Regions from separate parts of the Mus musculus genome. Here region 2 is linked to region 1. A link is a contact called in public promoter capture Hi-C data. All regions are on one chromosome and are shown on one strand. Each heading gives the region's core, a stretch centred on a gene start, on an enhancer-like site or on the middle of the called end of the contact. The rest is flanking DNA. Distances are from core to core; before and after follow the strand shown. Region 1 holds the start of Lao1 (L-amino acid oxidase 1). Region 2 holds the start of Tmem269 (transmembrane protein 269).

Region 1 (2,992 bases), core at 285-2,784:
GGCTAGTAATGCTGCAATTTTATCATAGTATTTTGTTATAATTGCTGTTTTATTATTGTTGTTGTTAAAATTTATTTATTTTATGTATAAGTGCCCTATCTGCATAGAGAGAGAGGGGAGCATCAGATCACATTATAGATGGTTGTGAGCCACCATGTAATTGCTAGGTAATTTCAGGGCCTCTGGAAGAACAACAAGAGCTCTTAACCACTGAGCCATCTCTCCTGCCTCATCTTGTTAGTTTCTTACTGTGCCTAATTCATAAATTAAACTTCATCAAAAAATACATTTTAGAATGTGGTACTATCTGCTTTTTTAGACATCTAACAGGGATCCTGGGATGTATACTTCATGTGTGGGGGGAAGGGAGAGGAAGGTGATATTGTTTCTAGTCTCATTTCTTCTCTTCAATAAAAAGTAGAAAATGTCATAGTCCAAAAAGAAAAAAAAGAAAACCCAAGTTCAAAAGGTATCGATTCTGGGACTGAAGAGATGGCTCAGTGGTTAAGAGCACTGACTGCTCTGCCAGAGGTCCTGAGTTCAATTCCCAGCAACCACATGGTGACTCACAACCATCTGTAATGGGATCTGATGCCCTCTTCTGGTGTGTTTGAGATAGCTACAGTGTACTCATATACAATAAATTAATTAATTAATAAAAACAAAAGGTTCAATTCTGTATCCCAAGACACACAAGTCTTCCAGGACAAAGCAGGACTCAAGCCAGTTCTATCAGCTCTGTGGCTACTACCCTTCCCCCATACCACCTGGTGCCAGAATCCTAGTTCTGGGCCCTACCTTCCCCTACTCCTTTCCTCCCCACCAGCTCCCACACTGCGGGTTGGGTGCAGACTTTCTGTTCATTTGGCTTGCCAGCCAGCCTGTGAACAAAAGCTAGTCTTGGCAGAACAGTTACCTGGCTCCATTCCTTAAGGGAAGGAAGTACACTGCCAGGGAAGTACACTGTGTCTAAAGGAAGCCCTGGAGGTCCCAGAGGAAGCAGCACAAAATGCTCTGTGCTGGAAATGGGCCAGGCTAGAGACCTCTGCCTACCTGGGAGCCTTCGAGGGAGAGGGACAATGAGGCATGATTATTGTACAGGAACTCCTGACCAGATCCCTATCCCAAACAGACATGGAAATAAAGTAGCATGGTGCACCAGCCAGGGGGAAGCAGGCATTCTGTATTGTGGGCAGTCAGGAGCTCTGGCTTGTGCTGGAAGTTCAGAGACCAGATGTCCCGCCCAACCCTCATCCCTTCCCAGAGTGATTACAGCAAGTTCACAATGGCCCACCTACTGCCATTCCCCTCTTGCTCCTTAGCAACAGGAGAGCTGGGAGAGGGGCTTTTCTAGAAGAGACTGTCAGGGGGAAAGTGGATTGAAAGTGAGGGGAAGGTGAGGTCAGTTATTACTGTCATCCCACCTGACGGGTCAGGCCTTGGTTCAGGGCCACCTTGCTTGGCTGAGTCAATAGGGCCAGAGACCGATTGGTGGGATAAGAGCCAAATATTGCCAGAGAGGTGCTGCTTCTTCATAAAGAGAAGAGGAGAGGCTCAGAGTTCCGCATGAGTTTCAGGACCATGGCCAAGAAGAGTGGTAAGTGGGTCCTCCTCCAGGTCTGGAAGAGACTGAGCAAGGAAGGGCTAGATACTGAAACAGGCATAGGTGTTGGGTCGGAAAGGGACATGGGTCAGTGGGTTGGGTGTAGGTCTGAGGATGTCTCAGCTGAAGACCAAATCAGAGTAAAGAGAGTTAGAACTGAGGCAGGAATTCAGCTTTACCTGGGGATGGCTCAGGATGTTGAAAACGAGTTCCGTGGAGATGGATCTGGAGGAGGGGTCAGGGGTTGGATCCGTTCAAAGGCAAGAGCAGAGGGGCCAAGAAACAAATGCTGGTTGACAGCTCAGGGGGAACTGTAAGGTCTGGATAAGAAGGTCGAGGCAGAGTGGGGTGAAGGAAGGGGGGAGCTGAGACTTAGTGACCCCCTCCCTTGGGCTTGGTAATGTCTCTCCTCTTTTCTAATGAGTTGTCCCCAATGGAAAGCTGTCTTGGCACTAGGACAGGACTACTGTGCCTCCTCAGCCTGTGGTCCCTAAAAGTCCTAGTCCTTCAAGGAGTTTCAGTGGCCTCTATGCTACAAAGACACTAAGGGGGTTCTTACCAGCCGAAAGCTCAGCTTCTACATGGTGCTCAGGGTGTACAGTCCTCGCCTGGACCACTTAAGAGCAGGGGACACCGAGGGAACCAAATATCCCTTCCTGTCAGACAAGGCCAGCTGTGAGCAAGAAAATCAAGCCACTCAAGACATGTTATATGGTTGTCACTAACTGTCAGAGTGATGAGTTCTAATCTTGATATCGTGTGCGATACTTTGAGAAGGGAACTTTGAGAAACCATAGATGAGGCTGGAAGAAAAGAAAAAACTTTAAGGACTGCCTGTTTCCCACAGGTCACTCCTCACTCCTGCTAGGAGAAGGGAACCTTTTCACCAGTAGACACACCCTCCCTCTCCCTCATCATTGCTCTCCAACTCTCTTCCCCACACAGCTTCACTTTCCAGACACACTCACAGAACCTACACAAGCACCCACATTTCTCCCTCAGACTCGAGCAGAGGAACCTATCCCGTCCTCCTCACACTAAATCCAGCTCTCCATCCACCTCACCTTCCCATACAGACTCAGTCACACCCAGGCGTCCATGCCGTTCCACAGACGCATCCCTCACACACAGTCTCGGACTGTGCAGTCATACGAAGTAAATGCAAACTGCGGTCACACTCCCACACACTAACTGACAGGTCTATACAGCCCCAATCCTTTACAGTCACTGATGAGCACACAGGCACACTCTCCATCAGGAAAAAAAAAAAAAAAAAAAAAAAGTATGTACACTCACATATCAACCTCTCTCGCCCACGAGCTTCCAGGGTGCAAGCCATGTTCACAAATCACACATTAATCACATAAATAACACTGCAGTTCACAGTAT
Region 2 (2,992 bases), core at 270-2,769, 260 kb after region 1:
ATGTCTGTGAATTGATCTCTCAACGAATAGTCAGGCAGAGGATGCAAGGTAGCATGGGAGAAGAGACGTGCCTCGCCACGGGAGCACAGGCTGGGGTCGCCCTGCCTGGGGGAGGCTCAGAGGAGGGAAACAGCTGAAGCTGGTTGGTGCCCTGCCCTGAGGGAGTAGATTTGGTCATATGCCAGCTTCTTGAATTCCTCAGTCTAGAGTCCTGGCCCACACCAGCCCTGCCAAGCTTTCCAGCTCCCACTCTCCAGCCCCACTGAAACCCCTCTCTTGGGTACTTCCTTGGGTCTTTGATTGGTCCTCTCTGAGGAGCCTTGTGATGCCTGCAGACCTTGTAAGTGCTCTCATCTTGGAAGACGTCTCGTGCTCACTGTGTAAAACATGGTGTTCTTTACTGACTTTGCCTACCTTGTCTTCCTTTTTTCCTAGAGAGGATGCAACTTGAGTGCAGATTGGGGTCTCCTGTGCCAAGCATGAGGCCTGACAATAAAAGTGCTCTATGTTAGTTCATATAGTACACCACTTAGGCCCTCTTGCTGCACTGGCTCTAAAGCCATTGTAGATGAAGCCCCTTCAGCACACCAGGCAACTGCTCAGCCCTTATCATTTATTCATCTCATCTTCCAGTCCCTCCCTGTGCCATGCTTTGCGTATTTGGGTAAGTAGAACAAGATCCATGTGCCAACTTCGGATGATACAGTCTTGATGGAATGTCAGGCTCTTGAGAAGACATGTGTTATGTGCGACTAGGCATGTTCCAGCCTCCCTGGGTATACCAGGAAGCAAAGACCGAGTCTGGGGCAACCAAGGAGAAGGGAGAATTTCACCCATGTGGTGACATTTACCAGGATGGATGGATGGATGGGTGTGATTGCCAAAGAGAATTAGAAATACAGCAAGTCTTAGTTCCCAAGACATGGGAGACTGGAGGTAAAGTTGGGGAAGTCTGAGCTGGGGCCCTCCCAGAGGTGACTGTGGGCCCACCCCATGTGGGAATAAAATGGATTGGGGAGGAACGGAAGCTGTGGGTGAGAACCTGCCCCAGCGGGACCTGGGAGCTCTCATGACTGTGGATTTCTAGACCGTGAACTGAGGGATGACGAGCATTCCTCAGGCAGCATGAGAGGCCGCTGAGAATGAAGCTGTACTTTCCAGCAGTGGTGTCTCTTGTCCTTCCTCATCGCACACACTGTCACCCCTTCCCCAGAGGCCAGAGGCCAGCTCCTGCACAGACCTGGCCTCTTGAGAACAGGACACACTAGTCTCTCGCCAGCCTCCCGCAGGTTGTCCGGGTAACCCGGTTAAACGCAATTTTGTCAGATGAGGAGGCACTGGCTGGCCTGATGTCCCTGTCTCTCTTTCTCACCCCACCTTCTCTATGTCAGTGGGGAATGCTTACCTGGGGATCAAACATTCCTAGGTGATGCTGAGGCTTTCCCGCTGCCTTTTGAGGCAGAGGGTTCAGCCCAGATGAGGGTGCATCGATGCGGGTCCAGCCTCTTAACCTGGCTCTTAGCTCACAATCCAGAGGACAGGGGAGGGGCTGCAGAGTCTTTGGACAGAGGCACCAGGCCTTCAATTGACAGCTCTTGCGGTGGGCGGCAAGAGGCGGAGCATGGAGGATTCTTAGGGGAGGGGCCTGCTTTCTCCACCCACTTGGACCTGGATAGAGCCACCCTGGGCTCACCGCGGGCTTCTGCTACGTGCAGACTTCTGCTGCTGAGTGCCTGAGGTTAGAGATCAGCGGGGAGTGAGGTGAAGACTGTAAAAAGCAGGCTGGGATCAACATCGTGAGGAGCCCCTGAGTGTCAGCTCCAAGCAGGTAGGGCCTTATATAGGCCCGGGTTTTTGTACCTAAAAGGTGGTATAAATATATAGTAATATTTCTCAGGGAGATGAAGATCTGAGGAAGTAAGGCCCCAAGATGAAGACAATGTTTTTTAAGTCATGTTCTTTCAGAAAGTCACTGTAAAGGACAGAAGTAAGATGGAGGCTATATCAGGGAATGGAGAGGCAGCCAGTGTGAGAGGAATCGCAAGAGGGAGGGAGGCCCTGAGCAAGGATGAAAGCCTTCCAGAAGGTTCTAGATGGAGCAGTTGAATGGATAGTATGCTATAGAAGACTCACCTTCCCCCACCTCCAGCCCCCTGACAGGGTTTCTCTGTGTAGCCCTGGCTGTCTTGAAACTTGCTCTGTAGACCAGACTGGCCTCAAACTCTAGAGATCTACCTGTCTCTGTCCCCCAAGTGCTGGGATTAAAGGCATGGACCACCACACGGGTCAGTAAACCCTTTTTGTTTCATTCTTGTTTTAAGACACGGCCCCACTGTAGACCAGGCTGACAAACTATGTAGCTGAGGCTAGCCTTGAATTCATGTGATCCTCTTGCCTCAGTCTCCCAAGTACTGAAGGGTGTGAAGCACCACCCATAACCTTAGAAAACAACAGTACTGGATAATATTCTAGGTAGGGTCCACCCTCAGCTGTCCCACATCCACGCCACACTGAGGCTAAATTGAAGCAGCAACAGTATCCAGGACCCAGAGAATATGCAACAGAAAGGGTGGAGCTACAAGGCCATGTGACACCACAATCAGCAAGGGAGAAGGCATCTAGCATGAGCCCAGAGGCCATCTGACGACACAATGGGCTGAGGCTGTGCACAGGGTCTACCTGGGCCTTAGACTGACCTTGCCACATATCCAGCCTTGTTCTACTCAAGGAAATGGTGGATTTAATAGTTCATCTACTGTCAACGCCACCACTCGTCATCAGTGGACCTGAGATGAGTATATGGCTTTATTATAAGTACTTGTTCAGTGTGTTCAAAGGCCCCTGACTTAACTGCCAGCACCTATCATTAAAATAAGAACTTGCAGAGCTCTGAGAAGAATCTAACACTGAAGTCTGTAGAGATAGTCTCTTGTGCACTGTACGGAAGCCTCACCTGTCAATAAAAAAGCCTATAAGGTGGGACATCCAGCAA

What was found. Promoter capture Hi-C pulls out the DNA fragments that hold promoters and counts their contacts.
Region 2: a contact with region 1 is called in a promoter capture Hi-C map of neural stem cells. The contact joins the promoter of Tmem269 here to the promoter of Lao1 in region 1. A contact is called at or near these places in 11 of 39 promoter capture datasets (embryonic stem cells, fetal liver, liver and 4 more) and 2 of 9 other capture datasets (adipose tissue and liver).

Annotation. Positions count from the first base shown.
Region 1 is chr4:118,960,433-118,963,424 of GRCm38.p6, forward strand. It overlaps Lao1 (L-amino acid oxidase 1), which reads left to right and starts at 1,535. Exons shown (of 7, transcript NM_133892.4): 1 at 1,535-1,597. The coding sequence starts at 1,567. All of the region lies in intron 1 of Gm12865 (a long non-coding RNA gene), which reads right to left.
Region 2 is chr4:119,216,698-119,219,689 of GRCm38.p6, forward strand. Tmem269 (transmembrane protein 269) reads right to left here and starts at 1,520. Exons shown (of 7, transcript NM_029198.3): 1 at 1,406-1,520; 2 at 415-486. The coding sequence starts at 481.